2 separate regions of the Mus musculus genome follow, and region 2 is linked to region 1. Evidence: chromatin contacts called from public Hi-C data. All regions are on one chromosome and are shown on one strand. The core of a region is the stretch at or near the end of the contact, and the rest is flanking DNA. Distances in the headings are between cores, read along the strand shown.

The links. Hi-C and Micro-C count contacts between places; a contact is called where the count stands out from the background.
Region 2: a Hi-C map of muscle stem cells shows a contact between it and region 1, with 3 times the contacts expected there. The contact joins the enhancer-like site here to the promoter of Atp10a in region 1. A contact is called at or near these places in 3 of 39 promoter capture datasets (the 3T3-L1 cell line, pre-B cells and second pharyngeal arch cranial neural crest), 1 of 484 Hi-C or Micro-C datasets (muscle stem cells), 2 of 115 datasets of contacts at active chromatin or transcription factors (effector CD8 T cells and pancreatic cancer cells) and 3 of 9 other capture datasets (adipose tissue, liver and pancreatic islet).

Annotation. Positions count from the first base shown.
Region 1 is chr7:58,655,430-58,661,436 of GRCm38.p6, forward strand. It overlaps Atp10a (ATPase, class V, type 10A), which reads left to right and starts at 2,773. Exons shown (of 21, transcript NM_009728.2): 1 at 2,773-3,486. The coding sequence starts at 3,026.
Region 2 is chr7:58,799,608-58,805,614 of GRCm38.p6, forward strand. Atp10a (ATPase, class V, type 10A) reads left to right here. Exons shown (of 21, transcript NM_009728.2): 11 at 3,857-3,960; 12 at 4,062-4,188. Among named protein-coding and RNA genes, the nearest start is that of Gm39019, 72 kb to the left of the region's middle. Within about 2 kb of position 2,389, at least 75 of the 459 cell types and tissues checked have an H3K27ac peak or open chromatin away from gene starts, as enhancers often do. A contact at or near this core is called in muscle stem cells and pancreatic cancer cells, where this site is marked.

The DNA of each region.
Region 1 (6,007 bases), core at 1,523-4,022:
AGGAAGGACTGTGGGTTTCTGAATGAATGGCAGACAGAATCCTACCTGCGTCGATTTCAATTCTAGATCTGTCCTTCTCTGAGGCCTTTGTGCAGAATAATCTCCTGTCCCTGGTTCTACCACAGATTTTGCCTCATCCAGATTTTATGCCCTGTAGACTCCCTCTCACTTACCTCTCCTATACCCCTACAGGGTCCCACTTATGACTCTTGAGTGGTTCTCAAGATTTACTGTGGGTTGCATTCTCTTCCTGCTGGGATCTCAGTGCTGTAAGTATGTTTCTTGACTTGGACAGTTTTCCTTCTCATTCCTGCTGCCCACAACAATGCCAGGGTAAATACCAGTGATGAAAAGAGGCTTACTGGACAAGATGGGTTCAGTGATCTTCCCAGGACCCAGGACCCAGAACCCAGGTGCCATTAAAAAAGTACAGAGATTTGAGGGGCAAGCATTGGCCAGGCTACGTCACAGCCTTGTTTCTTGTCAAGTAAGCCTAAAGTCTATGCATTCGTCTGGTGGGCAACATCTAAGCTCAAAAGTCCCACAAAACCTGGGATTGTGTACATGTGTATGTGCATGCATGCATGCGTGTATGTGTGTGTAAGATGAGCTAAGACCAACTAGAAATACTGAATTTGGATTGGTTAAGAGTATGTGAGAGAAGATTCCAGACTGGTGGGGTAGTGTGACTCACAGAATCTTGGAATCTTAGCATGGAATGTAGACGGGGGGACACGGTCTGTTCTGAGAAGGGTAAGGAGGCCTCTCACCCTGGGGTTGGCAGGGACTAGAAGGTGCAGAGTTAAAGCATCTGGTGCCAGTTCCCCGAGGTCCTCAAGGGACCTTTGCCTGAGGAGTCAGCATTTGACTTTGAAAGCAACGGGGGATTCCTAGGAGCTTGAGGGTAAGGAAATGAAATAAAGTGCTCATGTGACTACATTGACAGTGGGGACTGAATGAAGCACAGATCTTAAAAGGGGGTCAACTGACTTGAAGGCTGTGGGGCAATCCTGGAATATCTGTAAAGACAAGCGACCGCCAAGGAATGAAGGAACTGGCCGACCTGGAACTCCACTAGGTTAGATGATGGAGTTGAAAGCAGAGTCAGGTGTTAAAGACTGGATTTTCTCCTAATCTTTGGCTTAGGATTGTCAACCCTGAGATGAGAGTTCTTTTGGGGGAAATGCAGACACTTTAGCCCAATGTTTTTCTTATCTTGGTTTCACCCTTCAAATTTGAACCTCTTACTGGGAGTGGATATTTGATAGGGAGGGAAATTTTCTCTTCTCTTCTCTTCTCTTCTCTTCTCTTCTCTTCTCTTCTCTTCTCTTCTCTTCTCTTCTCTTCTCTTCTCTCTCTTCCCTTCCCTTCCCTTCCCCTCTCCTCTCCTCTCCTCTCCTCTCCTCTCCTCTCCTCTTCCCTTTCATTCCTTCTCTCTTCCCTCCCTCCCTCCCTCCCTCCTTTCCTTCCTTCCTTCCTTCCTTCCTTCCTTCCTTCCTTCCTTCCTTCCTTCCTTCCTTCCGTAGCTGTTACTTTACTCTTCTAATGCTGGATTCTATTGACTACTATGGGCTTGGTCAAGGATGATAACCTCCAATAGCTGGGTAGCATGTGAACCAAGGAGCACAAGGTTGGACACCCAAAAAGAGGGATAGGAAAAGACAAGTGATTTTTCAGTAAAGCCAGATCAGGACCCTCAGAGGAAGTACCCAAAGCTAGCAAATGGTGCTGAGGTAGGGAGAGAAAGGAAGGACTAGCCTGTTAAAGGAAGAGGCTAAGGTCCTCAAATCTGAACACAAAGTACCCCAAAGTTATTTCTCATTTATTTGCCAGCCATGCTCTCCTAGACCACAAATATCCCCATTTCTCATCTCTGTATCTGTAAAGAGGCACACGGAGTGGAAGTTGTGGGCCCCTACTTCACCTGTAGTATGCTTCCCAGCTCCTTCCAAAGTCACCTTCAATTTCCCAATATTCAATGTATGTAAACTCCTCTCTCCCATCAACAGGAAAGGAACCCTTTGCTCACATTCCCTCAGCTGCCCATCAGGCTCCCTCTCTGCCCAGTCTTTTTCTAGATCTCTAGAACAAAACTGCCCTAGGGAATCTCAGTCCTTGTTTACCAGGCAGGGAAACAGTGACCCAAATGTTTCTTTGGATCTATATTATAATCTTCTCTTCTATGAAGAAATTTAAAAAAAAGTCCTATTTGGGGAACAAAGAATGTTGAAGGTAATTCTAGAAAAAGAAAATTTCCAGTTCACCAAAAAATTATATCTGAAAGTAAGTGCAAGCTGGAGGGTAGGGTGTTTTTTTGTTTTTTTTTTTGTTTTGTTTTTTTTTGGGGGGGGGGACAGAAATAGTGACTTTATGGAGAGTACTTAGGTGGCAATGCGCTTTTCAAAACATAATTTGGAAACTGGAAAATCGGTATACTAAGGATTCTGGGTTTAACTTCAAATGACCCAGCCTTGAGGAGGTCCTAAACCAGCTCTCCAGACAACATTTCCTGGTCCTGGATCAAGTCTGTCTGCTCTAGTTAGAGCGCGCGGGCTAGGAGGGGATGGGGCGAACTGATACTCAGTCTTCCTCTCTTAGTGGCACAGTGAGTTTGCAAACTCTCTGGGACTAAACTGGATGCCTCAGAGAAACGAAAGTAAAGCTCTCTAAAGTTTCCAGCGCGGGCTCTTTTTGTTTCCCGCTATCCGCCCAATCTGAATCTGGGCGCTGAGTGAGGGCGGGGCAGAGGAGCCACCTCGGCGGAAACCGCCCAGGCCGCCTGGGTGGCGGGAGGGGACTGCGAGGGGAAGAGCGCCGAGCCGGCCCGCGACCTCCTGCCCGCGGGGACTAGTAGACCTGGAAGTCTGGACAGGCTGCGCGGGCTGGGCGGGGCTCGGCACGCTGACTGTGGTGTCTGTGCGTCCCGCAGGAGGGGAGTCCGCGCTGCCGCGCCCGGGCGGCGGGCGATGATCACCTAGGAGGCTGGCGCGAGCGGCAGAGGAGCCGGGCGCGGCGACACGCGGCCATGGAGCGGGAGCTCCCGGCGGCCGAAGAGTCCGCATCCTCGGGATGGCGGCGGCCGCGAAGAAGGCGCTGGGAGGGCAGGACGCGCACGGTGCGCTCCAACCTGCTACCGCCTCTGGGCACCGAGGACTCCACGATCGGAGCCCCCAAGGGCGAGCGGCTGCTGATGCGCGGCTGCATCCAGCACCTGGCCGACAACCGCCTCAAGACCACCAAGTACACGCTGCTGTCCTTCTTGCCCAAGAATCTCTTCGAGCAGTTCCACCGCCTAGCCAATGTGTACTTCGTCTTCATCGCGCTGCTCAACTTTGTGCCGGCTGTGAACGCCTTCCAGCCGGGCCTGGCACTGGCGCCTGTGCTCTTCATTCTGGCGGTCACAGCCATCAAAGACCTGTGGGAGGACTACAGCCGACACCGCTCGGACCATGAAATCAACCACCTGGGCTGCCTTGTCTTCAGCAGGTGAGCCAAACTGAGCATCCGAAAAAAGGGTGTTGAGTGTGACTTGCACGAGTCCAGGATGGCCCGCGGAGTAGCCTGGGCCAGGTGAAAATCATTCATCCTCAAAGATGCAGGGGTGCACACAGGTCCCCTGTTCCAGATTAGCACTAAACTTAATTTCTAAACTAGAACGAACCAATGGTTGGCATCTGGTTGCACGTGTTTAGTTTCATCCACATCTGCCCTTACCCTATGCCTAGAATATGATCACCTGAAGTCCTGGCCTCAATCCTTGGCCAAGTCACCATGGCATTTAACACACAGGAATTTATAGCTTGGTCTTAGATAATAGATGTTTTGGGACAAAAAGTTCTGATTCATCGGGCACAGATTAGATTGAAGGTCAGGCAAAAACAACAGTCCATCCATTTAAGTTAGCTATGATCCCGCCACAGTCTGGGTACCATTTTTTAGTCTCCTTGCTCCTTCTCCCTGACCCTGCCGGTGCCCCTCTCTCTCCCTCTGTCCTCCTTTGCCTCTCCTTTTCTTAGGCTTCTTCTTTCTCCACCTTGCTGCAGTGTTTTTGAGATAGGATCTCAATGTAGCTCAGGGTGATGACCTAGTGATGAGCTTCCTTCCTTAGTTTCCCCAGTGCTGGGACATGCCACGAGCCATCTTTTCCTTCCTTCCTTCTTTCCTTCCTTCCTTCCTTCCTTCCTTCCTTCCTTCCACCCCCCCTCTTTTTCCTTTCTCTTTCTTTCCTTCTCTCTCTTTTTCTCTTTCATTAGTTCTTTTTAAAATTAATTAGTTAATTAATTTATTTTTCACTCCAGATTTTATTCCCCTCCTGGTTACCCTTCGACTTTTCCACATCCCATACCTTCTCCCACCCTTTCTCCACAAGGATGTCCCCACCCCTCACCCCACCAGACCTCTAAATTTCATGGGGCCTTCCAGTCTCTTGAGGGTTAAGTGCATCTTTTCTGATTGAACCCAGACCCAGCAGTCCTCTGCTGTATATGTGTTGGGGGCCTCATATCAGCTGGTGTAGGCTGCCTGGTTGGTGGTCCAGTGTCTGAAAGATCTCGGGGGTCCAAGTTAATTGGGAAATTGGGACTTCTAGTCCTCCTACAGGGTAGCCCTCTTCCTCAGCTTCTTCCAGGTTTTCCCTAATTCAACCACAGGGACCAGCAGCTTCTCCTTCCTTCTTCTTCTTTTTTTTTTTGTTTTTTGTTTTTTGTTTTGTTTTCTGAGACAATTTCTTTATGTAACCCTGTCTGACCCACAACTCACTCAGTAGGCCAGGCTGGCTTCTAATTCAGAGATCTACCTTCCTCTGCCTCCTGAGTGCTGGGGTTAAGGGTGTGGGCCACCACTATCCCCCTCTGGCCAAAACTTGTTTCCAGTGGAAAAGAGACCTTGAGGGGCTGCTTCCCAGGTTGGTGACCTGAGAGTTACTTCCTTCTGATGGAAGTCATCTCTCAGAACCCCAAGGCTCTGATGTGAGCCAGGGTTTCCTGGTGAACTTTCTCCCTTTATTCCCCACCTGGATATCCACATGGAGGTAGATCACCTTTGGAGCTCTCTGTTCATCAGCTGGAGCACCCCTGAAGAAAATGATGTCTTGGCCATCATTTGTAGTTCAGTTCATTGTTTGTCTCTGGCTTACCTTGTTGGACATGGCTTCCTAGTTGGATGATATTCTTCATGTTCAGTTTTTTTTTTTTTTTTCTTTTTTCGAGACTGGGTTTCTCTGTATAGTCCTGGCTGTCCTGGAACTTACTTTGTAGACCAGGCTGGCCTCGAACTCAGAAATCCGCCTGCCTCTGCCTCCCGAGTGCTGGGATTAAAGGTGTGCGCCACCACTGCCCCAGCTCATGTTCAGTTTTCACCATGCCTGAAAACACCCTAAGAAGCCCTGCTTTTCAGTGGCAAGTTGAGCCTTGAACATATGAGTGATGATGTTGAACTTATCCCTTGGGATAACTTAGAGGACTGGACATCCTTTTCTCTATACGAGAGTTTTCTGTTTTGTTTTTGATATGGGTCCATGTTGTGTTGCCTAGGTCAACTTGAATGTTTTGACTGCCTGAGCAGTGTTAAGGTTCTGAGAGGTTAAGTAACTTGTAGCTACTGCAGAGTGGTCTGAGCCTCAAACAGGTTTCTCACATTCCTATGCTTGCGGTTTTTAGACTTTTTGTAAGAACCACTGGCACTTTTTTTTTTTTTCTAAAGTATCACATCTTCAATGTGTTAGGCTTAGCAGATTTGGGAATAGGCCCAGGAATGAGTATGAAATAGCAAAGATGTGATGCTTATGTGATGGCCCACATTTGCGTAAGGCCCGGTGCTTGCTCTGGAGAGGCGCTCATTGGCTAGTCACCAGACATGATGACGTGGATGGGAAGGGCTATGGAATTTCCTGAATCCTGTGCACCAGAAGCCTCAGCAAGCCAGTGTGGAATCTTCATACAAAGCCCTCAGTGTCTCCAACTCTAGGCAACCGTGTGTCTGTCCTCTGCACACGTCAAGGTGGGGCTCT
Region 2 (6,007 bases), core at 1,139-3,638, 140 kb after region 1:
TTTACATGCCAGTTGCAGTCCTCCTCTTCTCCTATCCCACCATCACAGCCCCTTCCCCAACTACCCCTTCCTCTTCTCCTCAGAGAACGGGAAGCCCCTCTGGGGTACCACCAGCCCTGGGATTTCAAGTTATAGCTGGAGGCACTTCCTCTCCCACTGAGGATAGACAAGGCAGCCCAGCTCTAGAAAGGTGATCCAGTGGCAGGCAACAGAGTCAGAGACAACCCCATTCCAATTGTAGACAAACATGCACAAATGCTACAAATGTGTACGGGGACCTAGGTCCAGCCCCTGCATGCTCTTTGGTTGGTGTATTGGTCTCTGTGAGCCCCCAAGGGTCCAGATTAGTTGACTCCATAGGTCTTCTTGTAGTGTAAAAGACATTTTAAAATCAACCAAAGCCAAGGCTATCTCAGAAACAGATGTCATTAAATAAAATAAATGTAATAGGATGGACTGCTTGCCATTTTATGCCTCATTTTCTCCTAATATGTCACAGGGGAAGGAGCATTATCTGGGGCAGTGTCAGGACACTCACTAAGGACAGGAGGGAACATTAACAGAGTACCCAGAGATGGTGGCTACTAAGTGTGCCCACGGCTTTGCTCCTGTGCAGCATCTGCAAAGGAAGAAAATATTTACCATTTACAAAGCATAAACAGAACCAGCTTTAAGGTCAAGGTTGGGGAGCTTTGCAACCCCTTCCACTAAGTCATGCTGCCACAATGCAGGGTTGCTGTGCACCCATGCGCCTTGTCCTGTCCACCCCCTAGGGTAGGCCTCAGGAAGAAGCCTGCCACCTGCAGATACCAGCAGATAAGGACAGAGCTCAAATTCCTTACATACTGGAAGGCCTGGAAGGCCTAGGTGATGACAGTTGTATCTTATATTCTCCAAGTGCCACCTGGCAAGTAGAACAAATAGAAATCACCTGTTTGTGTGGATCTCCACCTTCCTCTGGGAAGTATTGCAGTTGTTTTGGATAGGAAGGATGTATAAGTATACTGCACATGTCAAGATTGAGACTGTAGCTAACAGGAGGAGCAGCTGTAGCAAAGCACTGGAATTCCAGTGAACTCACCCACCTGGACACATGACCATCTACATAATTGTTTAGCTTTTAGTTTGAGAAGATAAGATAGGTGTGGAGAAGAACAGACTTGTTACAGATGGCTAGGAGTAACCAAGAAGCAACAGGCCACCTGACCTGTGTACACATGAGGACAGTAGGAGGGTACCCAGGTCTCTTTGCTGGATGAAAGACACACGCTTTCTTCAAAGAGCTCACGGCACTTTACCAGAAGTGAATGTGACAGGGCAAGAGAGGCTATTATATCAGCACATAGCCAAGTCCTTTCGTCTTGCTGGCCACGGTGGGAAGTGACAACAAGTGGGTGTGAGATGCGTAGCAACATGCCACCCAAGTCTTCACATTCCTCTGTTCAATCAAACATCACATCTGGACTTCCTGGCTCTTCCACCCTGTGTGAGTCATTCACTTTCTGTGTGTCAATGCCTGCCTCAAAGGAAGCCCTGTACACACTGGCTCAATTCCCGGTATGCCACCGACTTCTATTCCTCTGTCACCGCTCCTCAAGATGCCCTTGCCTGTGGTTTCGTGGAGTCACCACTTTAGAAAGACTTTAAGACAGTGAATTCAGTCTGCTCTGGCCTTCTTTCTCTGGGAGCAAGGACAGAAAGCATATTCACTGTAGCCCTCTGCCCAGCAGGGTCTCACATGCTGCTACCTACTACAGCAGTTAAGCTTTTTATTCTCTTTTCTCTCTCTCTCTCTCTCATAAACAACCAGAGAATCACATTTCCCCCGTTTCTCAATAAAATATAATTTTTATTGGAAAAATATAATTCCAAAAGTGTAAAGGAAATAACACTTAACACTCTATAAAAAATACACATTGATATCAAGAAGAGAAACTGTATTCCCCATTGGGAGCCTCACAGGTTGTGAGCAGCAACAGCAGTCTCCCAGTATCTGGCCAGTTCCTGCTCTCTCAATCCCTCTGTATTTGAAAGTTGGTGAACATGTAGGCCATCATTCTAGACGGTGGTAGGAGCTGTCACTCTGGCACTTGTCTGCCCCACCCTGGCTCAGTCTCAGCATCCTTCTGCGTGGATCCCTCTACAAGCAGTGTAGGTACTGGCAGCCTTCATCCCACTTCTGAATATACTGGTGTTCCATTATCTATGGTGCTGAACACCAGACACAGAATTTCCCCCTATTAATAGGTAGGTAACTAACCCCAGAGATTGCTGTAGAATATGGGGGGGGGGATAAGGAGGCTTTGGCATGAGTATGACATTACAGGCATTGGGAATATTATAACTTTAGCCTGAGTCAGCAGACCCTGGCTTCAGTCCAAGACATGAGAAGACTAATGGGTGATGTATACCCTTGCTCCAGAATGAATTTCCTTAGACTTACAAGATCTTCGGTGTGCTCCAGTGGAGCTTGGGTATTTTGCAACCTCCTTCATCCTCTACCAGATTATATATAGATCAATCCAAGCATAGAAACAGGTCCTTCAAGCCCCAGCACTATTTTCCCTCTGACGGCCCTGCCTGTCTCTTATAGGGAGCTGCCTGATAGTGTAGAAAAGGTTTCTCCAAATGTGGTAGAGTCTTATGTCCTTGTGCCTGGGCTAAGTGCAGGCCAGAGAGCAGGTTTTGTGAAGCAGTGTAGCTGCCCGTTTATATCAGACACTATCTATATCTTGGTTTCCGCCCAGCCCAGAAATGGATGCCTAGGGCCATCCTTATCTCCATCCATTTCAAGTCTTGAATGACTTAGCCTACTTTCATTCAAGTAGTTGTTTTGTTTTTTCAATAACTGTGGTTGATCAGAGTCACTGCCCTTTTATTATTATCCTCTTCTGAACCATCCACACTCTCCTCTCCAGAGACCAAGGAAGAGCTTGGGTGATTTGCATTTTAATTTCAAAGTGAATCAGTGACCAGAGACTCAGGAAGCATGCAACAGTGATGAGAAAACACTATAAGGCAGTCAAACTGAGCATATCTTTGAACTTGTCTTTAATTTAAATATTAAACATTAGCTTATCATTCATTTAAATATTAAAGTTAAATGATCCAGGACAACACTTCATGTTCACTACTAACTATAAGAGGCCACCTTTAAGGAATTGGCCTGCCAAGACATTTTCATGCCATAGGGTACAATTTATGTATGTTCTGCTTCATACACGAGACTGAGAATTCTATTTATTTATTTGTTTATTTATTTATTTATTTATTTATTTATATTTATTTACTTTGCCCCAGTTGTCAGACGCCTCTTGCATCCTTTGTCACACTCTTGCATTGCTGGCCACATCCAGCTTGTCTCGAGGTGAACTTGAATAGTAGACAAGACTTCTTGGGTTCAGCGGCCTTATGGTTCAGAATTGCCGAGGGAGAAAATACAGTTCCACTTAAATTTCAAATTCAGTGTGTGTGTGTGTGTGTGTTTAGTAAAAATATGACATATGCAATACTTGGACATCTTTTCTCACCAGTGGGGAATGTTTTGGGGAGAGAAATGAGACTTTGAAGTTCTTTTCATAAATAAGTTAGTATACTCCTCTATTTAGTAGACTTTACAAAAACCATGTCAAGTCACTTTTGATAAAATTTTGTTCTCTTGTGCTTCTCAAATGATTTTATAAACAACCCTAAACTTGTGTTTTGATGAGATTCCCTTATTAAAGTAACAGCTGGCTGATTTTGAGCTCTATGACATTTGCACGCTGTTTGTAATCAATATGACGGGCACCAGGAAAACCTCATGGGGGCACTCAGCTGGGCTGCTCTTACTGATTCTTCTTGTACTCTGACCTAGATGACGCCAGAGGAAGGCACCAGAAAAAGATCCGGAGTAAAACACAGAATTACCTCAATCTTTATGCAGTAGAAGGCCTGCGCACCCTGTGCATTGCCAAGAGGGTAAGTGAGGGCCTCCTTCATGAGGGCACATACTAGCAACTGCCCTCCCCAGCCTCCCATGCACAGCACCCAGCGCAGCATTCAACAGTGTGTCTCCATAGGTTCTGAGCAAAGAAGAGTATGCCTGCTGGTTGCAGAGCCACATAGAAGCCGAGGCGTCTGTGGAGAGCCGTGAGGAGCTCCTCTTCCAGTCTGCCGTTCGCCTGGAGACGAACTTGCACCTGCTGGGTAATTAGCTTTCCAGGTGCCTGTTGTATTGAGTAGTGCTGGTTGCAGGGGTTCTCGAGTGACTAGTGACATGGCTGCTCCTCTTGCTCTGGACTGTCCTGGCCTTGTCTGAGGAACCACTTGGCCTGAAGCTAGCTTATTCCACATTGGAAGGAACACATTCTGTAGGCTTTTTCCATGGGCCACACATATGAACTCCTTACCTCCTTTAAGCCTCACTATCCAATCAAAATGGCTACGAGGAGCGAGCCTTTTTTAACCATATATAGTTGAAAAGATTTCAACCCCCTGCTAATCTATGTGAACATTCATGGAAATACTGAGTTTTGCATCTCATAAATATTTCAGATTCATTTGGAATGAAAAGAAGATGACTCTTATTTTCTCCTTTGTCCCTATTTAATTCTAATAAAATCTAATTAGTTATTAGGAAGACGTTAAGGTATTTATTTCTTTAGTACCTATTTTAATATTTAATTTTTCAGTGGTTTAACATTTTATATTAAAATAGTGAATAAGTTCGGCTGAGTGTCCCACAGTTGTGTATGTGATGTGTGCTCACACCGCAACTAAACTTAGATGTTACTAAATTTCCACTGGGCTTGCACACAGCTCCAGAGAACTCACCTTTTCTTGTTTAACAAAGGATGCATTCCCTTGTCCTCATTTTCTGAGCAAAGGAGTTAAGAATCTATATATATTTCTATATATACATGCCTTTTACAATAGTTACTATTAATATTTAATAGCATGATGTGTCTATAGTAGTTACTGTTAATATTTAATAGCATGATGTGCTCTAGATAAAATACCATCACAGACTTTGTCTGACAGACCATATCCTATTCAGGAATCTTCAGGGTTTGGAACCCAGAGACATAGTGAATACTATCTCTAGTACATTAAATGAAGGTCCTCACAAGTGTGTCTGCCTATTTTACGCCCCTGGCTTGATTACTGAATTGGGATTGCTCTCATAGTGAGACCACTGTCTTCAGAAAGCAATCAACAGGCAGTTAAGGTGGGGCATACCTGTTAAGTCCTAGATGAGGAGGTACAGGCTATAGGATGTGAATGTGGCATCAGCCTGAGATAAATAGAGGAGCCTAGTCTGAAAAAAAAAAAATCAAATCAAACAGCATAAAAACCCAGAAAGGGAAGTTCTGGAATGTTCTTTATTGATGGCTAGAGTGAGAAGAGGGAGGTTGCCCTGCTGATACTTCTAGACCACCTGCTCAACCTCTTTGCTCCCAGGCACTACCCCTCCATGGCTGAGGTGGGTGAGTGATGAAGTGGCATTTCTCCTGGATGGTGCTAAGTTCTCAGATAGAGTGAAGTTTACAATGCAGATAGAATCTATTCCCTTTCCTGAGTCATAATAGGATGACTGTGACTTCCTTCCCTACCTTCTATCTCTTCTCAGTTTGAAGTCCTGGCTCGGTTGTCCAGTCCAGGTTCTGCCACTTACTATTCCTGGAAGCTTGGGCAAGTTACTCAGTCTTTGTATCCAAGTTTAGTTATCTGCTCTGTGTAGAGTAATGATGCCAGTATGGGAAGGCTACTGCAAGGATGGAAGGAGGAGATGGTGTGAAGCACTGAGTGGTGTTGGGGCTTGGGCTCTACCTCAGCCAATGGCATTCTGATGAGTCTCAGGTGCTTGCATCCACACGTGACATGGCTTGACTGACCTTTTTTCTACAAATTGTCTATGGTAATTGGACATCCACCATTCCCTGTCTTTGTGATGTGTGTCTGATCATATACCCTAGGTCAGACCAGCCCTAGTCAACCTCAGTCACACACTGATGATGACATCAGC